3 separate regions of the Sus scrofa genome follow, and all the other regions are linked to region 3. The links are chromatin contacts, called in public Hi-C and promoter capture Hi-C maps. All regions are on one chromosome and are shown on one strand. The core of a region is the stretch at or near the end of the contact, and the rest is flanking DNA. Distances in the headings are between cores, read along the strand shown.

What was found. Promoter capture Hi-C pulls out the DNA fragments that hold promoters and counts their contacts. Hi-C and Micro-C count contacts between places; a contact is called where the count stands out from the background.
Region 1: a contact with region 3 is called in a Hi-C map of liver, with 7 times the contacts expected there. The contact joins the promoter of NOP2 here to the promoter of COPS7A in region 3. A contact is called at or near these places in 1 of 5 promoter capture datasets (fetal liver), 1 of 47 Hi-C or Micro-C datasets (liver) and 2 of 2 datasets of contacts at active chromatin or transcription factors (alveolar macrophages and skeletal muscle).
Region 2: a contact with region 3 is called in a promoter capture Hi-C map of liver, with 2.8 times the contacts expected there. The contact joins the promoter of EMG1 here to the promoter of COPS7A in region 3. A contact is called at or near these places in 1 of 5 promoter capture datasets (liver) and 1 of 47 Hi-C or Micro-C datasets (liver).

What each region holds. Positions count from the first base shown.
Region 1 is chr5:64,104,673-64,108,484 of Sscrofa11.1, reverse strand. NOP2 (NOP2 nucleolar protein) reads right to left here and starts at 2,376. Exons shown (of 16, transcript NM_001244246.1): 1 at 2,277-2,376; 2 at 1,881-1,987; 3 at 338-383. The coding sequence starts at 1,983. CHD4 (chromodomain-helicase-DNA-binding protein 4) reads right to left here. Exons shown (of 40, transcript XM_021092425.1): 40 at 3,273-3,812. LOC102162288 (a long non-coding RNA gene) reads left to right here and starts at 2,589. Exons shown (of 2, transcript XR_297162.3): 1 at 2,589-2,762; 2 at 2,970-3,484.
Region 2 is chr5:63,750,059-63,754,012 of Sscrofa11.1, reverse strand. EMG1 (EMG1, N1-specific pseudouridine methyltransferase) reads left to right here and starts at 2,544. Exons shown (of 6, transcript NM_001243478.1): 1 at 2,544-2,806. The coding sequence starts at 2,639. It overlaps PHB2 (prohibitin 2), which reads right to left and starts at 2,447. Exons shown (of 10, transcript NM_001243556.1): 1 at 2,118-2,447; 2 at 1,867-1,951; 3 at 1,478-1,557; 4 at 120-304. The coding sequence starts at 2,244.
Region 3 is chr5:63,974,673-63,978,994 of Sscrofa11.1, reverse strand. COPS7A (COP9 signalosome complex subunit 7a) reads left to right here and starts at 1,525. Exons shown (of 8, transcript XM_003126528.5): 1 at 1,525-1,670; 2 at 2,164-2,368; 3 at 4,222-4,297. The coding sequence starts at 2,207.

The DNA of each region.
Region 1 (3,812 bases), core at 1,127-3,626, 130 kb before region 3:
GGTCACATGGGATCATGTGCCCAAAGATGAGCAGGACCAATTTAATCTGCCTGTGTAACATAAATGTGGACATTCACACTCACCTCTTTCTTTCCTTTTTTTTTTTTTTTTTTTTTTTGGTCTTTTTAGGGCCGCACCTGAGGCACATGGCTGTAGCCACCGGCATACACCACAGCCACAGCCACGCCAGATCCGAGCCTCGTCTGCAACCTATGCCACAGCTCATGGCAACACTGGATCCTTAACCCACTGAGCGAGTCCAAGGATTGAACCTGCATCCTTAAGGATGCTAGTAGGATTCGTTTCCACTGAACCACGACAGGACTCCTACACTCACCTCTTTCGAGCACGACTGGACAGCCTCTTGGAATTTTCATCACCAGCTGTTTAAAAAATCAAAAAAAGGAAGAGAGGAGGTTATGAGAAAATAAAAAGCAGGAGAGAAAATAAAAGGGCAGAGAATTAGGACAGTAGTTAAAGGGAAGAGATTGTAACTCACTCCACTGTGCTCTACAGGGAGCCGGGTAAAGAGATGTAAAGGAGCTGATCGCCATCTGGCTGCTCATCAACCAAATCCAAACTGGGCCTCCCTCCAGACTGATTTCAAAAAATAGCATCATCGCCATTCTGAAACTTTCAAATCTTTCTTCTGCCCTTTCTTTTATCTAATCAGTTGCCAACCACAGATTTCAAAACTACTGCTTTTCCTATATTCTCCAAGAAATAGAAAGTTTAAAGCCCTCCTATTTTTTTTTTTTTTCCTTTTGTCCTTTTTTTAGGGCTGCACCGGAGGCGGCTTATGGAGGTTCCCAGGCTAGGGGTCCAATCAGAGCTGTTGCTGCCAGCCTACACCACAGCCACAGCAACGCCAGATCCTAGCCATGTCTGCAAACTACACCACAGCTTAGGGCAGCACCGGATCCTTAACCCACTGAGCAAGGCCAGGGATCGAACCCGCAATCTCATGGTTCCCAGTCGGATTCATTTCCACTGCACCAAGACTGGAACTCCATAAAGCACTATCATTTTATAACTATACAAATTAACCTCTCAGCATCCATTTCCTCGGCAGTGCCTCTCTCACAGGACACAGAGAATGAAGTGATATAATGTGTCCAGCGGGTTCAGCATTGTATTTACCACTTACCTATACTTCAATAAACTGCATCTTTTAGACAATACTCAACACAAACTACCTGCAGTAGACTCCTGACCAAGTGGGAGCCAGCTCTGTGCCTTCCCATCTCCTCTACAATGCAGTTCACAGTGACTGGACTGTCCCGTTCCCAACTTCCACCTGCTAAAATGTCACCCACTTCTCAAAACCCAACTTCTTTTTTCTCCTTCTCTTCTTTTTTTGTCTTACAATCTTTTGTGTCCAGGGCTGATTTTCAATAGATCACACCAAGGGAGCTGCATGGCTACCTATGAAACCCCCACACAGAAGCAGGTCATCTAAGAAGAGCTTAGTGCAAAACCCAACTTCTTGGAAGTTCCTGCTGTGGTGCAGTCGCTTAACGATCAGTATGGTAGGTCACAGCTCCAGTTTGGATTCGCTCCCTGGCCTGGGAACTTCCACATGCTGCCGAGACGGCCAAAAAAAAAAAAAAAAAGTCACAAAATCTTTTCAAACTTGGCAACTCCGTGGAATCCTGCTTCCTCTGAAGGCCCTAAACATTAAACCACACATCTCCTTGCATGGGAACTTGTGCCCGTCACATCTTCCCTAATTTCTAAACGTTTATGAGATTGTTCCATTCATATTTACTTCCTAATAACTCATGAACACACAATCTAAAAAACTGAGGGATTACACTACAGATGGAAGAACGGCGCAAAAGCTAGAGAATCGGAAGGGGACGGGCACGCCTGACCCTTACCTGCAGGCAAGAATCTGACGAGTTCGGTCTCAGCACCTTTCTGCTTTCGGGCCTTTCGGCCCGGCCCGCGTTTCTCCTTCGTAGGGTCCAATTTGCGCCCCATGGTACTGAGGAAAACAAAAACGAGAGACAGTAGAGTGGCGCGTGTTGTCCGGGAAAGGCAGAGAGCAGACGAAGCAAGTTGAAGTGGAAAAGGGCACTGCCTTGACGAGAACCTCGACTCAGCAGCCCCACTGCCCCTCGAGGCCTGGCCACACCTCCACTACACGCTGAGCCCCGGGCCCTGGGTCCCACACCGCTGGTACAACGTCCCCTTCCCACGCCCCGGTCCAAGTGGACGCCTCACCCTTCCTTCCTCGACTTCCTGCAGAAGACCCGCCCGAAGCTGCAGCTCACCTGGAAGCGGGTCCAGTCCCGAGAAGGCCCTAGGAAGCAGCGACAGCACTCCACGTGTGGTGCGGGGCTGGCGCTCCGACGCCACACCACGGGAACGTCTCGCGCAAGCGCACAGCGCGCCCGCTGAGGCCCCGCCTCTTCCGGGCTTCCCGTCCGCCGCGGAAGCCGGAAGTTTCATTCGCGCGGCCGCGCGGGGCAGGCGGTGCAGAGGGCGGCCGGGGAGGACCGCTCTGCTCTCTCCCAGGTGGAGAAGGCGGCGCGTAGGGGGACGCCTTTAGCTTCCCCGCCCTTCCCTCCAGATGTGGGCCTTACGCCTTATGGCGGATTTCGTCCGAAAAACTGGTACCCAAAAGACGGCCCCTCCCTTCGGACGGAGGCGTCAGAGCCGGACCCTCTTTCGCCCCACGTCTCAAGGTCGCACCCACTCCCAAGTCCTGTGACTTTGAAACCTTCTTCCTTGACACCATACCCCGCGCTGCCCCTCAGGTAAGGGAACTCTCTGCCTTGGTTCCCATACGAGAGGTCGGGAGGACGGCATCTTGTGTTCTCACTTCACACAAACAGAAAACCCAGAGCAGCCTTTCTTGAAATAAACCCTAAGGTGGTGCTTAGCAGCTGTTCAAAACTGCTCCGGCACTTCGCTGGTTTGTCTTCGCAATGTTGCGAGGAAGATTCTCCTTTGATTCTCTACAGCAGACATCTACAGCCTGGAGACGGCCGCGAAGCTGGGAGTCAGGCTTAGGCTGTGAACCCAGGGGGCTCCGGAGCTCCTCGCAGCGTGCAGGTGGTGGCGGCCGGAGCACGAGGGTAGGTGCACAGTCCAGATTTCGTGGAGTCTCAGGACACAAGGAAACCCTTGGTCTTCAGCTGCACTGTCCCAAGGCTCCCGTCGGACACACCCACCTGCACCTACACCCACACTGAACCAGAGCACTAAAATACAAGGAAACTTTTATTTTCAATTTTTGTCAAGAAATTTGCTGTGGTTTTTTATGCTTTTGGTTCTTTTCCTTTTTTTTTTTTTTTTTTTTTCCAACTTTATTTCATTCTAGCCGCTCAGGGGCTGGAGCCGCTGGGTTCCTGGTATTAAAAAGATGCCAACAGAGGTAGCTGTGTCTCGCCCAGGGGCCCGGCCCACTGTGAATACCCCCCAAAAAGGAGAAATGAAAACACAAAATAAACCAACAAAATAAAACCAAAAGGAGGAAGAAATTCAGATCATTTTCTTCAAGCCTGGCGGGAACCCACAACAGTTTGTGTGTAACAGACGTTACAGTGGGGAGAAGCCAGGGCCCAAAAGGCCAGCCCGCCAGCTCCCTGCAGATGGCGCCGGCGCTACTGCTGCATGTCTCTCCAGCAGGAAGGGCACCACTGCCCCTCACTCCCTCCCCTCCCCCAGTGCACTGGGGGCTGTTCCTCTACAGCTTGGAAGATGGGGCAGAAGGGAGGAGAGGGTCTCTCAGGCCCCCAGGGGAGAAGCTGGGCAAGGGAAAGTGAGGAAGGTCACTGCTCAGCGGTGGACGTGGTATCATCCAT
Region 2 (3,954 bases), core at 1,295-3,794, 230 kb after region 3:
AGCACAGCTTTTTGGTCACAACCCTATCCTAACAGGCTGCCTCTCCTAACACCCAGGGTGCTGGGCCTAGGAGAGAAATGCTGACCCCATGCAGATGCTGATGGGAGCTGCAGTCAGACCTGGGCCCGCTGGGTGATCAGCTGGGAGGCGTTGAACTTGGCCACCACACTCTTGAGCACCTCGTTGACAATGGAGGGCAGCACTCGCTCCTCATAGTCCAGCCCCAGGCGCTGGTACATGCTGGGCAGCTCCATGGCGTTGGGTCGGGACAGCACCCGCAGGGAGATGTTCACCATCTGCAGGTCTGAGAGCGAGGTCAGCAGTGGCTGGTCAAGGCCATGGGGGCCTCACATGGCCTCTTACAAAGCCCTCCTCCCCGAGCAATGCCTCCTCCACTTGCTTCCCCCTCTGCCTACAGCAATGACGTGTGGTCTGGAACTGCCCCCCACCCCCACCCGGGGAGGGGGGCAGGGTCATCAGGTTGACCGGATGTGACTCAGCAAAGACAAATGCAGCCTGGTCCACTGTCGAGGCTTCTCTACCCACAACCCCTCCACCAGGAAAAATGACCTTTCTTTTGGCCTTCTACTGTGCAGTCTCTACTGTAGGTCCTGTTACTATGCATCCCAATCACCTGACTCCTGTATGAGGCTGGGAGGACTTGAGGACAAGACTTGAGAACAAAACCTGTGTTCTCTGAATCATACTCTTAAGGCTTAGAGTTTTGGGAATGTTAAACAACCTGCACTAAAAATAGTACAAAAGGAGTGGAGTTCCCCTCAGGGCCCAGTGGTTAACAAACCCAACTAGCATCCATGAGGACGCAGGTTTGATCCCTGGCCTCGCTCAGTGGGTTAAGGATCTGGCGTTGCCGTGAGCTGTGGTGTAGGCTGCAGATGCGGCTCAGATCCTGCATTGCTGTGGCTCTGGCGTAGGCTGGTACCTACAGCTCTGACTGGACTGCTAGCCTGGGAACCTCCATATGCCACCGGTGCAGCCCTAAAAAGACAATAAATAAATAAATAAATAAATAAATAAAAATAGTACAAAAAAAGTACAGTACAGGTGAGCTACTTGCTTCACTGTGTACATGCCTCTGGGAGTGTGTGTGACAAAGGGTCTGGGGGAAACAGGTGCACCAGCGAAGAGTAAGGTCAGGACAGGCTGTACCAGCAGATATAGAGAATAAATGAAGCAGTTAAAAGAAAAAGGGATTTAAAACAAGACCTCCATCTAGGCAGTGAATAAGACCAAGAACAAACAACACTCTCACTGAGTTTGCATTGGGGGAGGGACAGTTAAAAATGTGCAAACACACAGTGTGTCCAGAATGTACTGCTTTAAGCCAAGCAGCAGATGCTTTTATTATAGTCTGTTTGCAGAAGGGGAAACTAAGAGATCTGACACTACCCTTTTCCCTACTCTCTGGCCAGGCTCCTTTGTTTACTGCCCGAAACGCCCCAGTGCCCAGACCTACCTTTGGAGCCTGTGGGGGAGGAAATTTTTCGGGGTCTGGCTCGAATATCATAGATGATAGGGTACTGGAACCAGGGGATCCTGGAGGAGAGGGAACAAGGATAGGGATTAGGAGACAGCAGTTTCCCTCGTTTTGCTCTGTTCTCCACCACCACCTGTTTCTTGGTCTGCTTCTCTTAAATGACCACGGTCACGGAGACATTCTCTTCTCCCTTTGGAGAACAACAGTATGTGCTGCTGGAGTTTTGGGCAGCACCCACTGTTCCGGGAGATGGGCGTGAGGAGGAGAAAGGGTGGCTGTTGAATGCTTTTGAAAATCTTACTATAGCTACTGGTGAGTCGGGATTCAAGGGTGAAGGGTCAGGGGCAGTCCGCTTTGCCCGCCATTACCTGAAGTGAAGGCCCTCGGCCAGAATGGTGTCCTGCTGCACGCCTCCGATCCGATTAAAGAAAATGGCTCTGTGCCCGCCTTCCACTGCGGGGAGAGGGGTGGGGGGGTCAGACCAGGCAGGGCTCAGAGTACGTGCGAGCTTCTGGCAGGGGCGGGGTGAGGGGCTGGGTGAGCGCGTGGACCCGGCGGGGCTGGGCAGGGGCCTAGGGAGGGTCGGCCGGTGTCCGGAAAGCGGGCGGAGGTTGCTCACCGGTGAACACCGACTCGCGGATGCCGTAGGCCACGGCGCCGGCCCCCAGCAGCAGCTTCAGCGCCGTGCCCATGCCCCGGGGCCCGGAGGGCAGCCGTCCCGCTAAGTCCTTCAAGTTCTGGGCCATGTCCGATCTTGAGGCCGGCGGCACCAGAGGTCAGAAGCGGGTGCCGGCCTGCCTTTACCGCGCTCCAGTTTACGGATCGCACCCTTCACACGAAGGTCCGAGCCCCAGGTGCTTGCTGGAGAAAGGGCACCGGAAGTGCGCTCCCTTCTAAACCCTACCCCCCCGCCCACCCACGGCAGACCCGAGCTTGGCGCACAGGAATTACGCATACGGAAGTTCCTGCCCCTTTCTGGAACCCTGCCCTCCCAGAGAGGCTTCGGGAGCGCCAGACAGAGAGCCGTCGCCATTTCCCAGCGCCCACTTTCAAAATGGCCGACGGAAGGAAGCATGCGATTGGGTGGAGCACGAGGTCCTAATTTGAGAAAATCAGCGCAATTTCCGATTTGGTTGCAAGATGGCTGCGCCCAGTGGTGGATTCCAACCTCGTGAGCGGCGCGCCGGGGAGCAGGAAGAAGACTGGGATGCTGTGGCGCCCAAGCGGCCCCGACTCGGGGCGGGAAGCAAGACCGGAGGCCGCAGACTCATTGTGGTGCTGGAAGGGGCCAGCCTGGAGACAGTCAAGGTAACTTGGGACAAGGAGGTGGAGAGCCAGTAGATCGATAGGCTGGGACCCGGTGGGATGAGGGTGATGGTTTCAAAGTGGATGTAGAAAGCAGAGGTGAAACACTTTTGGAGAAAGTGGTCTAGTTTTCTGTCTCTCGGTTTAATATCCTGAGTTGGCAGTAGTCGTTTTGTCTTTGAATCCTTTTGTAGCCATAACATCCTTGTTTCCAATTGATTAACCAGGATTCTGTGAAAGAAAGTCATCTAGGGTGGATGGGTGCGTTTCGTCCGTCACGTTGTCCCTTTTCATCACATGACAAGTTTATTGGGCACAGGAGAAAAGTAGTTACTGTGGATCATTCAGCCCACTTCTTTACTTAGTGTTTTAATTCATCTCTCTCCCTTCTCTGTATTACTGTACATTTCGAAACAGTGCCTGGATCAGATCATCATAATACTTTTACATCTTTTTATTTTTTTATTAAAAAAATTTTTTAATGGCTGCACCCATGGCATATGGAAGTTTCCTGGGCCAGGACTGAACCAGCGCTGCAGCCACTGGTAGTGGGATTCTTAACCCATTTAGCCACAGCGGCAACTCCAATATTTTTACATCTTTATTTTTAATTATTATGATTGCTTTTTACCAAATAAATCCTGCAATTCCCTTCTTAAAGTTTTGTGCAGTGTTCTCATCCCTTCTGACATTGTTTCTCCTACGTTTTAGAGCTAAGCTTGTTCAATGAGTAGGGCCAGAATGGATAGTACTAGTTTAGAAGTTAGACCTGGATTTTAACCTTGGTTTTTATACTTATGTTAAGGCTGTAGTCTTGAGAAAAAAATGTCTTCACTTTCTAAAGCAGGGGTTATTAATACTTTGAGCGGGAGTGCAGAGAAAATGCTTTTTTTTTTTTTGGTCTTTTTATAGGGCCGCTCCTGTGGCATATGGAGGTTCCCAGGCTAGGGGTCCAATTGGAGCTGTAGCCACCAGCCTACACCACAGCCACTGCAACATGGGATCTGTAACCCCATGAGCAAGGCCAGGGATCAAACCTGTAACCTCATGGTTCCTAGTTGGGTTTGTTAACCATTGAGCCACAACGGGAACTCCAGTGAAAGTGCTTTTTAAGTAGTACATTTCCATAGTAATCTAGGTTTGATTCTTTT
Region 3 (4,322 bases), core at 276-2,775:
ACTTCTCTGAGCCTCACTTTTCCCATCTGGAAAATGGAAATAATAATGGACTTTTTACACGCATCAAATGAATTAGGTAAAGCTGTTAGCTCAGTGCCTCATACAAGTGCCTCCAAGATATCATTAACATTGCTCTGATTTAACCTTCTGTAAGCCTGGTAGGAGATACAAAACACTACGAAAAGGTTAGTTGTTTATTTTTGCCCCCTAAAGTATTGTGGTAAATTGGAAAGATGGCTCCAGGCTCGAATAGACATGGGCTCCAAATAAAACTCTGGATTTTTTGTTTGTTTGTTCGTTTTTTTGCTTTCTTTGGGCCGCTCCCGCGGCATATGGAGGTTCCCAGGCTAGGGGTCCAATCGGAGCTGTAGCCACCGGCCTATGCCAGAGCCACAGCAACGCGGGATCCGAGCCGCGTCTGCAACCTACACCACAGCTCACGGCAACGCCAGATCGTTAACCCACTGAGCAAGGGCAGGGACCGCAACCTCGTGGTTCCTAGTCAGATTCGTTAACCACTGCGACACGACGGGAACTCCAAAACTCTGGATTTTTATGAGCTTCAATGTATGCCTTCCCTGCAGCTAGGATTTTTTTTCCTTCTCCAGGAATCAAAAGGGTTAATGTACAGGAATGCATCATTCAGTACATTTGCAAACATGAGAGATGGCGTCCTGGAAACACCATGGAGACACTGTACAGTTATGAGAATTCAATGGGTCAAATTTTAATTTTAAAAGATGCCTGAACAACAGTAAGCCTTCAATACGTGTTAGCTATTACTATTTACCGTTTCCACACTTGTCTCTTTCTCCTCCAAAAAAATGAGTGGTTGCAATAAAAATGAGACGATCTCTGCAGCTCAACTTCTATGGTCTCCCTCTCTCCTCCTCGTTTCACACCACCTTTTTCCTTATGTCCCTCTCTTTTTTTTTTAATTATTTTTTATTTTTTATTATTTTGTCTGCTATTTCTTTGGGCCGCTCCCGCGGCATATGGAGGTTCCCAGGCTAGGGGTCAAATCGGAGCTGTAGCCACTGGCCTATGCCTGAGCCACAGCAACGCGGGATCCGAGCCGCGTCTGCAATCTACGCCACAGCTCACGGCAACGCCGGATCCTTTAAGCCAATGAGCAAGGGCAGGGACCGAACCCGCAACCTCATGGTTCCTAGTCGGATTCGTTAACCACTGCGCCACGACGGGAACTCCCCTCTCTTTTTTTTAAATCCCCCTCTCTTTCGATTACAGCTTTTCTCTTGCCTCGGGAACTCTGACAAATTTTCAGACCTCAGCCAGCCTGAAGCTGACGCAGAACTAGCCGGTAGCAGGCTATCGCCAAGAGTTCCCTCTGCAAACAGCCTCTTGCGCTTGTCCAATAAAGTTTTATTGAAACAAAGCCGAGGAAAGGGCGCCCGTCATTCTTTCCGCAAGAGCCAATCAGAGAGCAGAACGCCTGCGTCGCTCTTGGGATCTTCATCAGTCGGAGGCGGGGACGGAGCATGTCCCGCCTGAAACCCGCCCCGTGAGAGCGGAAAGTAAGGCCGGAAGCCAGCCATAGAGTTTAGGGGCCAGAGCGACCGTGCAGGGAGGTGGCAGGAAAGGCTGGGAACAGCTGCCGGAGGTGACGGAGCGGTGGCCCCGCCCAGTGCGCTGGAAGAAGAAGCTTCCAGGTAGCGGCCCGCGGAGTCTGACCCAGAGTACGACGAGGCAGTCGGCGGGAGCCCACGGTCCCTGGGCGGCCTCTTTAAGGGAGGGGGCGGAGCCACGTGGAAGGATCGCGAGGGTGAGGTCACGTGGTTCGGGGCACCTGCGGGGTACTGTGGATTTGAGGGAGCGTCGTCCCGGTGGATACTATGTGACATCACCTCCCCCACTACGACTTGTGCCTTGGGGTTCATTGGGGTGCACGTGGTGGGGCTTGAGGTTAGGCCCAGGGTTGGGGGAGGTGGGCGTGGCAGCCGGATTTTAGCCAGGCTTCCTTCAAAGTGCCCGATTTTAGGGTTCCTAGGTCCGATGTTAGACTGCTCGATCTCTGGGTTGCGAGATAGAGCGAACTTTATTGTTGCGAAAGTGGCTCAGTGTCTCCAGTCCAGCCCTTATCTCTTGTGCTTTTCATCCTCCCCTGTTCAAGGAACTTCGCCTTCACATTCTCTTTCCTTGCAGCTCCAGACTTCCTGAGCCCAGGTCCCCCCAGCTCAGTGCAGCCATGAGTGCGGAGGTGAAGGTGACAGGGCAGAACCAGGAGCAATTCCTGCTCCTGGCGAAGTCGGCCAAGGGGGCAGCGCTGGCCACACTCATCCACCAGGTGCTGGAGGCCCCTGGTGTCTACGTGTTTGGGGAACTGCTGGATATGCCTAATGTTAGAGAGGTGGGTTCCTGACCTGGGTAGCCCACAGGGCAGCTTGACTAAAGTTTGAATTTGAGAACAGGCGGCCCGGGCTTATTTCGCAACCCCATGACCATACAGTTAAACAAGAATATGGTAATAATTAACCAACAGCTTGCAGAAATAAGTAGGCAAGTAAACCTCTTAGTTTCCCTTTGAGGATGAATGATCTGTAAAACTGAGTATTTTTCATTTTTGAACAAAGAGCCTGCGATTCAGAGTAGGAGACCTGATTCCAGCCTGTCTCTATCAGTGTAATAGCTCTTAATAATCATATGATCTTGATCAGGTTTCTTTAATTTTAGGCCCTAAATTTTCTCTTTTAAAAAAATGCTCCTGATACAATCCCTCACTCTTGTAGGAATCAGATGAAATTATGGGAAAGTAAAGTCTGGTACAAATGGAATAACTGACTGTGAAATTGGCATGCTCTGTTCTCTCCCCCTTTGCACCATATGCTAATTCACTTCAGTTAGAGTAGGTAGAAAGTGTCTTTTTCCCAAAGACACATAGCAGCATGCTAGGAACACAGAACTGTTCGCACAGAAGTGGCAGAGTTGAGTTTGAAGTCCACAGTGAGTGGGTTGCCAAGATATATGTCACCAACCCAACCCCCAAGATGGTATAACAATGGTAGGTGGGCAAACTGAGTTACGCTTTTGAGGGTCAGTGATTCAGTGGATTTAGCCTTTGGGGAACCTTCTGGTCTGAAGAAAGCTGGCTGCCTTCTTTCCCTGATGTCCTCTGCAGTGGAACTAAAAAGAATCAAGGTGAAAAAAAAGAACCATGTTTTGGGTGCCTGTTTAACACCTTGCTAGTTGAAGTTCCCATTGTGGCTCAGTGGAAATGAATCTGATTAGTATCCATGAGAATGTGGGTTCAATCCCTGGCCTCACTCAGTGGCTTAAGGATCTGGTGTTGCTGTGAGCTGTGGTGTAGGTCACAGACGCGGCTCAGATCTGGCGTTGCTGTGGCTGTGGTGTAGGCCGGTAGCTACAGCTCTGATTCGACCCCTAGCCTGGGAACCTCCCTAAAAAACCTGCCAAAACCCTACTGGTCATCTGGGAATACCAGAAGAGTACAAGATACAGTGCTCCCCTTCTGAGACTTACATTCCAGTTGCAGAGATAAGATGGATGGATATCCATGAATAAGACATTTATTTAGCAAGTGTTTAGTGGCAGTGCCAATCACATGCACATCTCTGCTAGACCTAAGTGGATTATAAGAGGCTGAGTCTGTGACCTTGTTGAAAAATACCCTTAGGTAACAACCTTAGGTGGGCTTTGACTTAGTGGATGATCAGCGGTGGGAGGAGAGGAGGCTGTGCTGGCCTGAGTGGGTAATGAAAGCTCCTGGGTGAGGCTGGGCTGAAGCAGAGACCACAGATCCCAGGGCCTGCCCAGACCGTACAGCTGTCGGGGGAGTGAGGCTGAGGCAGAAGTTGTTGGTGACTTAGGTAATACAGCAGATTCCCTAAAGATTTTCAAAATTGGAAATGTTAAATACTCTTTAAGGACCAAACAACATAGTTTGCAACATAAACGCTCTGAAAGTTTTCAGCCCTGAATGAGGGTAGGAATTGGAGGCAGATGGAGGAAGAGGGCGTTGTGGATTGGGGGCATAGCATAAACAAGGGCCTGGAGGTGGAAATGAGGCCTTGCTGTGGGAAGAGTGATCAGAGAGGCAGAGGGTTGCTGTCGGTGAGCTGCTGTGAGAGCTCCTGTTAGAGGGGAAAGCTGGGTCCAGAAAGTGGAATTCAAACAGGGTAGGGCTGGGAGGGTGGAGAGAGAGGCCCCTCCACTCACCTCTTCTCTCCCCTCATGTTCTTGCAGCTGGCTGAGAGTGACTTCGCTTCCACGTTCCGGCTGCTCACGGTGTTTGCTTATGGGACATACGCTGACTACTTAGGTATCCGGAGGGGCCGGAACTCTGG